4 separate regions of the Mus musculus genome follow, and all the other regions are linked to region 2. A link is a contact called in public HiChIP or PLAC-seq and promoter capture Hi-C data. All regions are on one chromosome and are shown on one strand. Each heading gives the region's core, a stretch centred on a gene start, on an enhancer-like site or on the middle of the called end of the contact. The rest is flanking DNA. Distances are from core to core; before and after follow the strand shown.

Region 1 (2,767 bases), core at 126-2,625, 220 kb after region 2:
TACTCCCACTTCTGGAGCATTTGGTAACCCCAGCGGTGGTCCCTCCCTTCCCCCCACACTCAGAACTTTCCAGCTAGACTTAGGGAAGAATATCTCTGTGAGAAAGGCTACCAGGAGAGAAGGCAAAGCCTGGGCAGGCTGCTGCTGTGTGCGGCCAGTAACTAACTGAGAACTGAGCACGCTCAAGCCACACCAGGAAGTCCATCACCCAGGTCCAGAAGTAAGTGATACAGCCTCGGGCTATCTGTTAATTTTTTTTTCCTAGAGAGAGAGGGGCAATAGTTCTGGGGGATGTTTGAGTAACTAGCTTTGCACAGATTATAGGACACATTACTTTCCCTTTAAAGGCAAGGAGACTAAGGTTTAAGAGAACCTAGTGGGACCTGCCCGATCCAGACTCCTGCTCTTGGTTGCCTCTGCAACCAGAACCTGGTGAATCACTTCTAACTCATCTTTTCTGAGCTCCATTAGCATGCTCTTCTTGGGTGACGCAGCCTTCTCTGTATCCTCCACACCCTCCCCACAAGCACCAATGTCTATGACCCAAACTCTTCGAGTGGTTGCATGTGCTGTATGTACCCCATGTCTGGATCACCCTGATTCTGTTACCCCAAACATATTAAAATCTCACCTGGAAAGCTATCCCCAACCCTCCACAGCCCGGTTACGGCTTCTGCTTTGGAGTTTCCGGGTCTGTTTCATACCCTCAGCTTGTCCCACGGCACACGTGGTCGGAGGACTTAATTTAGGATGAACCAAAGACGTGGCAGCAGCGACGTTCAAGTTCCACGGGCATACTTTGCTGATCTCAGGAGACCCTAACTGTGGACCCACGGAAGACTCGCCTGGGAGCCCCTGCGTCCCGCAAAGGTCACGGAGACCCGCCTTTGTCACCATTGTTCCCCAGCGGCACGGAACAACCGGGTGACACGGGGTTGAAGAGGGTTAAGGACAGGCCACGGTCTGTGAACGCTGCTGGCCCCTCCCCACCGGCGGCTCCCCAAGTTCCCCGCCGCCGCGCGCGCCCGGGTCCCCGCGCATCAGTCGTTTGAATCTCCCGCCACGGAGCGGAGTGCGCGCCCCAAGCGCGACGGCTAAGGGGCCCGAGCGCCGGCGAGGCGGGGCCCACGCGGGCCGGAGCTCGTGCGCCTGGAGCGCCGCCGGCTTCACGTGCAGCCCGCCATGTAGGTTGCGATCTCGGCCTACCACGACCTCGCGCACCTCCGGGTTTCCCGTCCCCAGGGCTCCCTACGAACCGGAGCGCGACCTACCTCGGGACAGGGCGGCCACAAGCAACTCCGGCGCTCGGCGGCCGGCGGTGAACTGCCCCGAGCATGCGCTCTGCGGGCCTCCGGCCGCGACCCTGGCCAGAAGGGAAAACACAGAGCCGGGCGGCCCCTGGCGGCCACCGCGGGAAGTGCGAGCGGCTGCTCCTAGTTTGTACACAGCATTCTGTACTTGGGAGATTTCCTCCCCAAAGTGGGATGAGTGGACAAATAACCAACTGGAGGAACTACTAGAATTCCTGTTTGTTTAGGAAAATCTGGTGCGTGAGGTCTGCACGGAACAAAACAAGGCTGATGGTTCTTGTTTTCAAATTATATATGCAGAAGGCTCAAAAGACCCCAATCTATACAGAGCCATCTGATTCAGTCTAGGTAGGGCTCAGGAACGGCTAATTAGTCTAAGTGGAAGAGGCATTCAGGATGAATAACATTTCCTTATTTATTATATGTATGAGTGCTTTTCATGTAGGTACATCTGTGTACCACGTATGTATACAGTTCAAAGGCCAGAAAGAGAGCATTGGTTGCAGTAGAACTGGCGTTACAAATGGATGCGACCTGCCATGTATGTGCTAGAATGGGATTCCCATCTTCTGCATGAGCAACAAGCACCCTTAACCACTGAGCCATCTTTCCTGTCCCAGAGAGGTGACATTTGCAATGACAGAGAGTAAGACATGTGAAACTGCCATATAGTCTGAAAGTAGAGGGTAAAGGTCTAGTCTACGGGGACAGTGTGTGATTATGGGAAGGTTCTGCTCACAAGATGAAATGTTCACAACTTTAATGGACTTTGGGTAAAGTGTAACCAAGAATGGAGAGGCAAAGAGCAAGCAGGAAGTAGATTCGGTAATGCCTGGGTTGGTGGCACCGCCTACAATCCCATCATTCCAGAAGCTGAGGCAGGAGGGATACATAGTGAGATTCTATCCCATAAAGAAAGAAGAAGAAGAAGGAAAAAAACCTGGGGCGAGAAGAGGGGCACTGGTTGTAGTTCAGTGGCTGAGTGCTTTGTCTAAGTGTGCGGTGCAAGGCTCAACTACAAGATAGTAAGGGAAGGAGGGGGGAGTAAGGGCTGGGAGCAGGAAAAGATGACTCAGAGCTGGGAATTGTTGGAGTTGGGAGCTAACACCAGAAGCAGAACACTGTGAAAAATGGCTTAGGGCTGGAGAGATGGCTCAGTGGTTAAGAACCCTTGGCTGCTCTGGCAGAGGTCCTGAGTTCAATTCCCAGCAACCACATGGTGGCTCACGACCATTTATAAAAGGGATCTGATGCCCTCTTCTGGCCTGAAGGTGTACGCACTCCTACACTAAAAAACAAATTTAAAAAAGGAAGAAGGAGGAGGAGGAGGAGGAGGAGGAGGAGGAGGAGGAGGGGCTGGAGAGATGGCTCAGCAAGTAAGAGCACTGACTTCTGAAGGTCCAGAGTTCCAATCCCAGCAACCACATGGTGGCTCACAACCACCCGTAATGAGATCT
Region 2 (2,873 bases), core at 166-2,665:
TCTCTCCAGCATCCTGGTATTCTTGTTAATGTTTATTTATTTGGGGTGGGGGTGATACCTGCCATACCGTGCATGTGGAGGGCCAAGGACAGCTTTTAGGAGTGAATTCCCATTTTGGGGGTTTGTTTGTTTTGTTTGTTTCTTTGGTTGGTTAGTTTTTCAAGACAGGGTTTCTCTGTGTAGCCCTGGCTGTCCTGGAACTCACTTGGTAGACCAGGCTGGCCTCAAACTCAGAAATCCATCTGCCTCTACCTCCCAAGTGTTCTCCTTCCATCTTTTGGTCCCAAGGACTGGACTTAATGTCATCAGGTTTAGCAGCGAGTCCCTTCACCAACTCAGCCACTCCCCACCTCGACTTATAAGAAAAGTCGAAGAGAGGATGCACACGCAGAGGCGAGCATGAGGAAATAAAGAATGTGCCCTTGTGAGGACAGAGGCCAAAGGGTGGTGAGGACTGCCAGAGCCCCAGCTCAGCACAGGAGGGATTCTTCTCAGAGCCTGACCACACCTTAAGTTTAGGCCTCTAGCCTTTTTTTTCGAGACAGGGTTTCTCTGTGTAGCCCTTGGCTGACCTGGAACTCACTCTGTAGACCAGGCTGACCACGAACACAGAAATCCGCCTGCCTCTGCCTCCCAAGTGCTGGGATTAAAGGTGTGCGCCACCAATGCCCGGCGCCTCTAGCCTTTTGAAGGAAGAAATTCTGGAAGCTTCTTTGGTTTTGAGGTGAGTTTTTTTTTTTTTTTTTTTTATTGTTTGTTTGTTTTATAGGCACAGGGATATGTTGTCGCTGCCTGAAAAAGGATTTTACCCTGTAACCCAGGTTACCCTTGACCTTGTAGTCCTCCAGAGTTCTGTGACACAGGCCTGTGCACACAGACTATTAACGCTGACAGGAAAGCGAGCTGGCTGCGTGTCTCATATGCAGACTGTTTGGTTTGGTTTAGTGTGGTTTGCCTTAGTTCTTCGAGACAGGCTTTCTCTGTGTAGCTCTGGCTGTCCTGGAATTCACTCTGTAGAGCAGGCTGGCCTTGAACTCAGAGATCCACCTGCCTCAGCTGGGATTAAAGGTGGGCAGCACCACGGTCCAGACACTTGTGGACGGGCTTACATGCTGGGGACACACAAGTCATTCTCCACTGAACCAGCAAAGCCACAGGAACATCACTATCCCCTTTTTACAGGTGGAGAAGGCTGAGGGGTGGAGAGGTGAAGCTGACTAGCAGGCCTTAAGTTAGGTCTCCAGTTCCTGGGATTCTAAAATTCAAGTTCAATCCCTTTGTTTTACAAATGAAGGCTCTGAGGCTGTGCTATAGCAGTGACCCCAGAGGCTGGGTGCACAGAGAGGGAACAGAGATGAGTCAACAAAGCCTGCACCAGCAGCCCAGGGGTCCAGCTGGAGCTCCCTTTATTTGCAGACAAAGGGTGATTGCTCTCCCAAAGGACAAAACAAGCCTGGTCGGGCAAGGAGGACGACAGCAAACTGTGTCCCTGCCCACCACTTAAGAGGGATGGCACTTGGCCAGAAATTAATTAGCTGTCTCAGTTTGGCAGAACCCGGAGAAGGAAAGTGGTTAATTATAATGAAGCCCAGAGAGCTTGCTTATCAAGGGGAAGATTATGGCCAGGCCTCGGAAGCAAAAGGCCCCCCCGAGTTGAACGTGAGTGGAGAGACCTGCCAGGCTATAGTTAGCAGCAACCAGGCTAAAGGCCTAGCTTCCATTGGAAACCCAAAGCACACTCAAAGAGTTCTCCCTTCCCTCATCCTGACCCTGCTTAAGGATGGCTGGAGTGTGGGGTGAACTGTATCCAGATAGTGTGGAAGAATCTGGGGCTGGAGATCTGATGGCTCACTTAGGAAAGTGTTTTCTGTGTGAGCATGGGGACCTGAGTTCAGTCCCCAGGAGTCACAGAAACAAGACAGGTGTGGTGGGCTGAGGAGGCAAGACAGACATTTGCTGGGACATGCTGGCTGGGTACACAGCTTCCAGTGAGAGATCCTATCTCAAAAAAACAAGGTGGTTGGTTCTAGAGGCACGACACCCTGAGGCTGATACTAGGTGTGTGTGTGTGTGTGTGTGTGTGTCTGTGTGTGTGTGTGTGTGTGTCTGTGTGTGTCTGTGTGTGTGTGTGTGTGTGTATGTCTGTGTCTGTGTGTCTGTGTGTTTCTCTGTGTGTGTATGTCTGTATATCTGTGTGTCTGTGTGTATGTGTGTGTGTGTATATGTCTGTGTCTGTGTGTCTGTGTGTTTCTCTGTGTGTGTATGTCTGTATATCCGTGTGTGTCTGTGTGTGTCTATGTCTGTATATCTTTGTGTCCCTGTGTGTGTCTATGTGTGTGTTGGGGTGCAGGGGAAAGGGAGAGAGAGTTAGAGAATCCTTCAGTGTGGAAGTCAGTGCCTGGATTTCCAGAAACAGGGCATGACCCTCCTACAAACCATATGTGCCAGACTCCCCCACCCCACACCTACTCATAGGAACAGAGATGAGTAGTTGAGTGTTTGAAATAGAACATGGAGGTTCGGTGTGCTTCAGTGGTAGGACAATTATTGCTTATATGTACAACTCCCAGAGTTAGACAGACTGCACACAGGAAGGGGTTGAGAGTGGGGGAAGAACAGTATCCGGTGCCTGCTTTGATGGGACACAGGGGTCACTGTTGCCAACCATCAGAGAAAATCTCCCTGGAGGAGAGAGTTACTTGATAAAGGAAGTGAAAAGACAGTGCCCTGGAGGGGTGGTGGCCTGCCATTCTCGCGTGGCTCCTGTCCCTTTTATCTGGCGGCTGGTGAGTTTCTGTTTGTAGAGCCCAGAAACTCTACCGATGGATCCAAGTGGCTGTTAGAGACTTAAGAACTATTTAGTGATGGCTTCT
Region 3 (3,156 bases), core at 147-2,646, 230 kb before region 2:
TTTTTGTTTTTCTGCACCACAGGTCTCGCTCTCGAAGCAGACATTCCCGGAAGAGCAGAAGCCGGAGTGGTAGCAGTAAAAGCAGCCATTCGAAGAGCCGGTCTCGATCCAGGTGGGCCTGCAGCTCCCCTGCTCCCACGCCCCACACGCATGCCCGTGCTCTCTCCAGTTCCTGACAGAAAGTGGCTAGTCACCCATTACTCACCCGGCTCCTCTGTCTTCCAGGTCAGGTTCCCACTCCCGCAGCAAGAGCCGCAGTCGCAGTCAGAGCCGCAGCCGCAGTAAGAAGGAGAAAAGCCGGAGCCCCAGCAAAGACAACAAGAGCCGCAGTCGCAGCCGCAGCCCTGACAAGAGCCGCAGTAAGAGTAAAGACCACGCCGAGGACAAGCTCCAAAACAACGACAGCGCCGGCAAAGCCAAGAGCCACAGCCCCAGCCGCCATGACAGTAAAAGTCGGAGCAGGAGCCAGGAGAGGAGAGCAGAGGAGGAGAGGCGAAGGAGCGTGAGCAGGGCTCGCAGCCAGGAGAAGAGCCGCAGCCAGGAGAAGAGCCTTCTCAAGAGCCGCAGCCGCAGCCGGAGCAAGGTGGGCAGCCGGAGCCGCAGCCGCAGCAAGGACAAGCGGAAGGGAAGGAAGAGAAGCAGGGACGAAAGTCGAAGCCGCAGCCGCAGCAAGAGCGAGCGCAGCCGAAAACACAGCAGCAAGCGGGACAGCAAAGTCAGTAGCAGCAGCAGCAAGAAGAAGAAGGACACCGACCACTCCCGGTCACCGTCCCGCTCGGTGTCAAAGGAGCGCGAACATGCCAAGGCAGAGTCTGGCCAGAGGGAAAGCCGGGCAGAGGGTGAGAGCGAGGCCCCCAATCCAGAGCCCCGGGCCAGGTCAAGATCCACCTCCAAATCCAAACCCAATGTCCCGGCAGAGTCGCGCTCCAGGTCAAAATCGGCTTCAAAAACACGCTCTCGGTCCAAGTCTCCATCCAGGTCTGCTTCCAGGTCGCCCTCCCGGTCTAGATCCAGGTCCCACTCAAGGTCCTAACTGGCTCTGCCACGCTGGAACTGCCGAGAAGTGTTTTGTACATGTTGGTAGCCGTAGCACAAGAGTGAAGTAGAACACCCGTCACTGCTGTACATTAACTCCCTAAAGGTGTGTCTCAGTTGTTCAATCTCAGTGCTTCCTCGGTCAGCCTCCAGGCGCCAGGCCTTCCCGCTCTACTGAAAGCAGCTCCTCAGACCTCCCCTTACTCACAGTAGGACACCCAGACGCCTGCCTTTCAGGCCTGGCCACGGCTATAGGGAGCTCGGCACCCAGACGGCTGGCTTCTCAGGCTGGAGTGATGGCGTAGGTAGGTGTGCTGAGCTCAGCCGTCTGCCCTTGAATCGATGCCCTTTGATGTGTGCCACGTAGTGAAAGTGCAAGTCTTCAGTCTCCCACCACTTCGGTTTCCTGTTTCTGGACTTACCAACGTTGTGAATAGCACAGTGGAGAGAAACGGATCCCTGCGTAGCCCCTAGGAAGTAACACTGTAGGAGCTCCACATTCTGGTATTGTGATTATATTGTTTTATATTAAAAGGAAAGATTTTTTTTAATTTTATTTTTCCCCGTCTTGCAAAGTATAGTGACCCCTGTTTCCATTAAATTTGAATAAAGACTATTTTTGCTTGACAAAATTTCACCGCGCTTGAATCTAAATGGCATTTCCTGGTGTGTCATCTGTCCTGCTGTTTTCCCTGTGGTGAGAAGCAATATTTCCCAAAGGAATATTCACCCAGCAGAATGAAGGCAAGTCCCCAAGAGTCTGGGGTTCTGGGGTTCTCTTGAGAAGCTGTGGTCAAGCTGAGGAGAAGTGAGGCCATTTGGAAGCCGTGTCGCCTGTGAGTTCTTCATGAGCAGAGGGGGTTCTGGTGCCTGTCGGTCTTGTCATGATCCTCTTGTCACCGTAAAATCTGCACCGGAAACCAGGGGTATGCCACTGGAATACCATGCCCCAGTCATTCTCGCACTAATTGTCATAGCTCAGGAGGTGCCTGAGATGGTGCTGAGGGGTGGCACGTGTGGCAAGGTGGATCCTGGCCTCCTTAGTGCATGGGCCAACCTGGGAGCTATGCAGGCGTCTGTTGGGATCTGTCCCTAGAGTTCACACTGCTTGTCCATAAGCCAGACCTACAGGGCCTGGAAATACAAAATCAGATGGTTTTCTCCCTTCCCGGAGTCCATGACCTGCCTGTAAATGGTCAGCACTAAGGGCAAGTGGGCCTTCTGAGAAGGCAGCCTCCCTCAGTGGTAAAAAGCACAGGCCATGTGGGTTTGACTAAGTGGTAGTTAAGCCCAGCAGTGATGGTGCCCAGAGGAAGTATGGGGAGGAGCTTGAGTGCAGGGGGCGGGGTCTGTATGGGCAGCACAAGACGTCAGGCCAGGCGGTGGTGGCACACACCTTTAATCCCAGCAATTCGGTGGCCAGTCTGATCTACAGAGTGAGTCTCAGGACAACCAGGGCTACACAGAGAAACACTATCCAAAAAAAAAAAAAAATGTTATGGAGTGTGGTCAGGAGAGGGTATAAAAGACCAGTGAGACATGGCAGTGGGAGATTTGGATGGCCATTCTGAGCTCTTGGAGAAGTAGGTGAATTGGGTCAGATTGGACCATGGAATCCCAGGACAGACCAGGCAGCCAAACTAAAAAACCTCCCAGACTCTTGAACTCACCTTCCCTTTATCTGGGTTCATCAGTGCAGCATCCTGACAAGGATGCTAACACGGCTGCTTCTTATTCTCTGGGAACGTAATGTGCAAGGCGGTGGCGTTCTCGGCATATGGGTTCGTCTGCACAGTCCCCATGGGATTCAGCATTTCTTCCAGCTCGTCAGGAAACGAAGACCAGCTATGCAATATGACGTCTCCAGACCTCAGCTGTCCTTTGAAGTCAAAAACCATGGTATTTACCCATGCGACAGGATAATGCACTTTCCCGGCTTTCCTGATGGTCTGATACTTAGAGGGATTAATAGTCTTTGTTGATTTCTTCGTTTTTACTTTATCCAAAACTGCATAAACAGCAAAACATAATCGAGCCATTCTTGGTAAGTCACAAATATTAATATCAAATTCCAGTTGTTCATTCCAAATATGGTCGTTCTTTCCTGATATCTCTGAGCTT
Region 4 (3,067 bases), core at 11-2,510, 260 kb before region 2:
TTAACTTCTAAAGGAATACTTAAGAAACTGCCTCTAGAAAGGAAAGCAGAAGATGCAGAAGAGAAAACTTTACCCAGCACATCAGTTAAAGTGGAAATGCAGTAAAGAGACTAAACCCCTCAGTGATTCCTGGGCAAAGCTGAAAAGGAACCTTTCATTACTGAGCACCCACATGCCCCAGCACAGTTCATTACATTTGGTTATTTTGGCAATACACTGGACATCTATAGATTATAATCTTGCAGGTTAGAAATTTTTTCTGAGCTGGCAGAGATGGGGTACACCTTTAACTCTAGCACTTGGGAAGCAGGCAGGTTTGAAGCCAGCCTGGTCCACAGAGGGAGTTCCGGGACAGCCGGGGATATACAGAAAAACCCTTTCTCAAAATGAATAAACAAAAAAAGAAAATAGTAATTTTCTGTCGTGCTTAATCTAACTACAAGGCACTAAACTGAACGGACATAGTTTGGCACATGCTTTTAATCCCAGCCAATAGGCAGACAGGCAAAGTTTCAGGCCAGCCTGGTCTACAGGGCTATTTCTAGGACAGTCAGAACTTTTTTGTTTAAGGATTTATTTTATGTGTATGAGTACAGTGTAGCTGTTTTTAGACAGACACCCTAGAAGAGGGCATCCGATTCCCATTACAGATGGTTGTGAGCCACCATGTGGTTGCTGGCAATTGAACTCAGGACCTCTGGCAGTCAGTGCTTTAAAAAATAAAAATTAAATCTGAGATGTAACTCAGAGATAGGGCACTTGTTAACATCCGTATGGCCCTGAGTTCGATCCACAACACCGCAAAATAATACCGAACCAATTATTGGAACACTTTTACATACCTAGTATCGACACTGTAGAGACAACCCTGAAAGTACAAGGAAGATAAAAGAGACTCAAAGATCCGAGAGAAAGGAAAATGGGCCCAAGGTCATGGATCCACTAACTTCCCACAGGGACGTTTACCGAAAACCACCCCAAAACAGAAAGTCTACCAGAGCAAAGGACAAAGGCGGGAACACCCGCTCGGCGCGCACCCGCGCAGGCACTTCCGGGGGAAGTGCCGCTGCCACGGCGAGCTCGCGAGAGGACGTGCTGCAGCTGTCGCTCACTCGGCCAGGTCCCGCCCCGCGCCGGCGCGCCTCCAGTAAAGCCCCGCCCCCGCCCCTGACCAGGCGGGAAGCGGGCGCGCGCTCCCTCCCGTTCCCCTCCGCCGGGGGGGGGGGGGTAGGGAGACGGGGGCGCGCGTTCTCGAGCTGCGTGCTCGCGTACGTCGCCGGGCTTCGGCTGCGTCCGTCCCGCCGCCCGCCCGTTACCGCCGCCGCCGCGTTTTCCCTTCGCCGGCCGCCGCCTGAGGGGGGCCGGGGCCAGCTGCCGCCGCCGGAATGCCGCGGGTGTACATCGGCCGCCTGAGCTACCAGGCCCGGGAGCGCGATGTGGAGCGCTTCTTTAAGGGCTACGGGAAGATCCTGGAGGTGGATCTGAAGAACGGGTGAGGAGGGCGGCGGAGGGGCCGGCCGGGGGGCTGACAGGGCCGCGGCTGTGGCTAGGAGGCCGCGGGGACGCGAGCGCGGCGCTCGCTGGGCGCTAAGCCGCCGCCGGCCTCCTCCGCTCCGCCATGGCGGCGGTGCCTCGGGGGCGCGGGTAGGCCCGGCTCCCACTGCGCCTGCGCGGGCGGGGGTGGTGGCGGGATAATGGGGACGGAGGCCCGGGTTAGACTGGGGCTCCGGGCGCCGGGGAGGCCTGGGTTTCCGTCGCTGGACTATGGGTCCGAGGCGGCCCTTTCCCGCTCTGGGGCTGCCAGGAGCAGATGAGGGTTCCGGCCCTCTTCTCCCCGTTCCCCAGCCTGACCGGCCAGAGGCTTCCCGGCGTGTGTTTCTGAGGACTGGAGCTCTGGCTTTTTCGCGTGCCACACTTTGGGCGGGAGACACTAGTTTTTGTAGTGCAGTGACAGTTTCGAAAGTACTGGCTTGCCGCGCTTCAAGCCTTGACCGCTCCCTTTCCGAGAGTAAATTAAAGTCCTAGCTCGTTATCTTGGGGAGTCCTTACAGAGTTTTCCACGTTGTGGTTTCGGCTCTCCAACTTGCCGGAAAATGATTGCTGTCGTAGGATTTTTTGAGTGGGTAAGGGCCATCCTGGCCAGGTCTGCGTCGGCTGCTGGTGCAAGTGGAGACACATCTCCAAATTGCCTACTTAACAGCTTTCCCCGTACAATCTGGGCTTGTATTTCTAATCTGCTTTGGCGAAGCAAGGCTAGCAGGGACTACCAGGTTCGGGGAAAACGGGTGAGTTGTCATGCCTAGAGATTGTACGAGCATCTTTTGCTTGGGAGCTGAGAATTATTAGGTAGGACTTGAAAGGCATTAAGCACCGGAACGGCGTCGGAAGCACTAAACCTTGGGTGTTAGGGGAACCCTTGGTTTTTGCTGTGTTTATTTCTTGCCTGTTTTGTTTTTTTCGACTTTGTGTTTGGTCCAATGAGACCAGTAGTAATTGACATTTGAGAAGACATACACTTTAGTATGAATGGCAAATGAACCAGCAGGTTCTCAAAGCTGTCTAGATTTCGAATAATTGACACTTAAAAGACTCTCCTTGCTGAGAACAAGACTTCGATAAAATGTTTATGAATCCTGGATTCGATTCACAAAGACAATTTCTCATTTTTGTTCTTACAGAGCGAACCAGCTGGCATGAGAGTATTGTTTTTGTGATATTTAACCTTACATGTGAGAGATTAACCGACCCCCCTTACCCCCTCCCTTTTGTAGGGGAAAAACAAGGGGTTTGGAAGACAGATAAGTCTGAGTCAAACCTTGCTCCTCAATTTAAGTTTCTTTGAGCAAGTGACTTAGTTTCTCTGAACCTGTTTTCTCATTCATAAAAAGGAAGGTCAGGTAGAAAAAGTATAAAGCTTTCGCCATCCTCTGTAATAGAGTCATTAAGCAGCATCTTAGCCCCTTAGTGTTTGCTAGCAGTATATTTGGTGAGGTCTCTTTTCTCAAGGAGTGGGTGAGTGTTGAAAAAGGTAGTAGGGCAAAACTGATCACTTGCTCGGGTTACTAAT

Evidence for each region. Promoter capture Hi-C pulls out the DNA fragments that hold promoters and counts their contacts. HiChIP or PLAC-seq counts read pairs in DNA pulled down with a chosen protein or histone mark.
Region 1: an H3K4me3 HiChIP or PLAC-seq map of embryonic stem cells shows a contact between it and region 2, with 4 times the contacts expected there. The contact joins the promoter of Rcc1 here to the enhancer-like site in region 2. A contact is called at or near these places in 1 of 39 promoter capture datasets (pre-B cells), 5 of 115 datasets of contacts at active chromatin or transcription factors (embryonic stem cells, fetal liver and large pre-B cells) and 2 of 9 other capture datasets (adipose tissue and liver).
Region 3: a promoter capture Hi-C map of embryonic stem cells shows a contact between it and region 2, with 2.4 times the contacts expected there. The contact joins two enhancer-like sites. A contact is called at or near these places in 5 of 39 promoter capture datasets (the HPC-7 cell line, cranial neural crest, embryonic stem cells and 1 more), 2 of 484 Hi-C or Micro-C datasets (both in embryonic stem cells), 8 of 115 datasets of contacts at active chromatin or transcription factors (astrocytes, embryonic stem cells, forebrain and 1 more) and 1 of 9 other capture datasets (embryonic stem cells).
Region 4: a contact with region 2 is called in an H3K27ac HiChIP or PLAC-seq map of embryonic stem cells, with 5 read pairs. The contact joins the promoter of Srsf4 here to the enhancer-like site in region 2. A contact is called at or near these places in 3 of 39 promoter capture datasets (erythroid cells, hippocampal neurons and stem cell-derived epiblast-like cells), 12 of 115 datasets of contacts at active chromatin or transcription factors (bone marrow-derived macrophages, cardiomyocytes, embryonic hindbrain and 6 more) and 3 of 9 other capture datasets (adipose tissue, liver and pancreatic islet).

Annotation. Positions count from the first base shown.
Region 1 is chr4:132,344,375-132,347,141 of GRCm38.p6, forward strand. Rcc1 (regulator of chromosome condensation 1) reads right to left here and starts at 1,376. Exons shown (of 10, transcript NM_133878.3): 1 at 1,272-1,376. RefSeq lists a cis regulatory region at 931-1,778.
Region 2 is chr4:132,127,851-132,130,723 of GRCm38.p6, forward strand. All of the region lies in intron 1 of Oprd1 (opioid receptor, delta 1), which reads right to left. Among named protein-coding and RNA genes, the nearest start is that of n-TAcgc3, 4.0 kb to the left of the region's middle. Within about 2 kb of position 1,416, at least 44 of the 459 cell types and tissues checked have an H3K27ac peak or open chromatin away from gene starts, as enhancers often do. A contact at or near this core is called in embryonic stem cells, pancreatic islet and stem cell-derived epiblast-like cells, where this site is marked.
Region 3 is chr4:131,900,040-131,903,195 of GRCm38.p6, forward strand. It overlaps Srsf4 (serine and arginine-rich splicing factor 4), which reads left to right. Exons shown (of 6, transcript NM_020587.2): 5 at 23-112; 6 at 226-1,686. The coding sequence ends at 1,033. Gm12992 (predicted gene 12992) reads right to left here. Exons shown (of 5, transcript NR_102393.1): 5 at 1-3,156. It also overlaps the pseudogene Gm12978. Among named protein-coding and RNA genes, the nearest start is that of Gm12992, 18 kb to the right of the region's middle. Within about 2 kb of position 1,397, at least 14 of the 459 cell types and tissues checked have an H3K27ac peak or open chromatin away from gene starts, as enhancers often do. A contact at or near this core is called in embryonic stem cells, where this site is marked.
Region 4 is chr4:131,872,379-131,875,445 of GRCm38.p6, forward strand. It overlaps Srsf4 (serine and arginine-rich splicing factor 4), which reads left to right and starts at 1,261. Exons shown (of 6, transcript NM_020587.2): 1 at 1,261-1,492. The coding sequence starts at 1,386.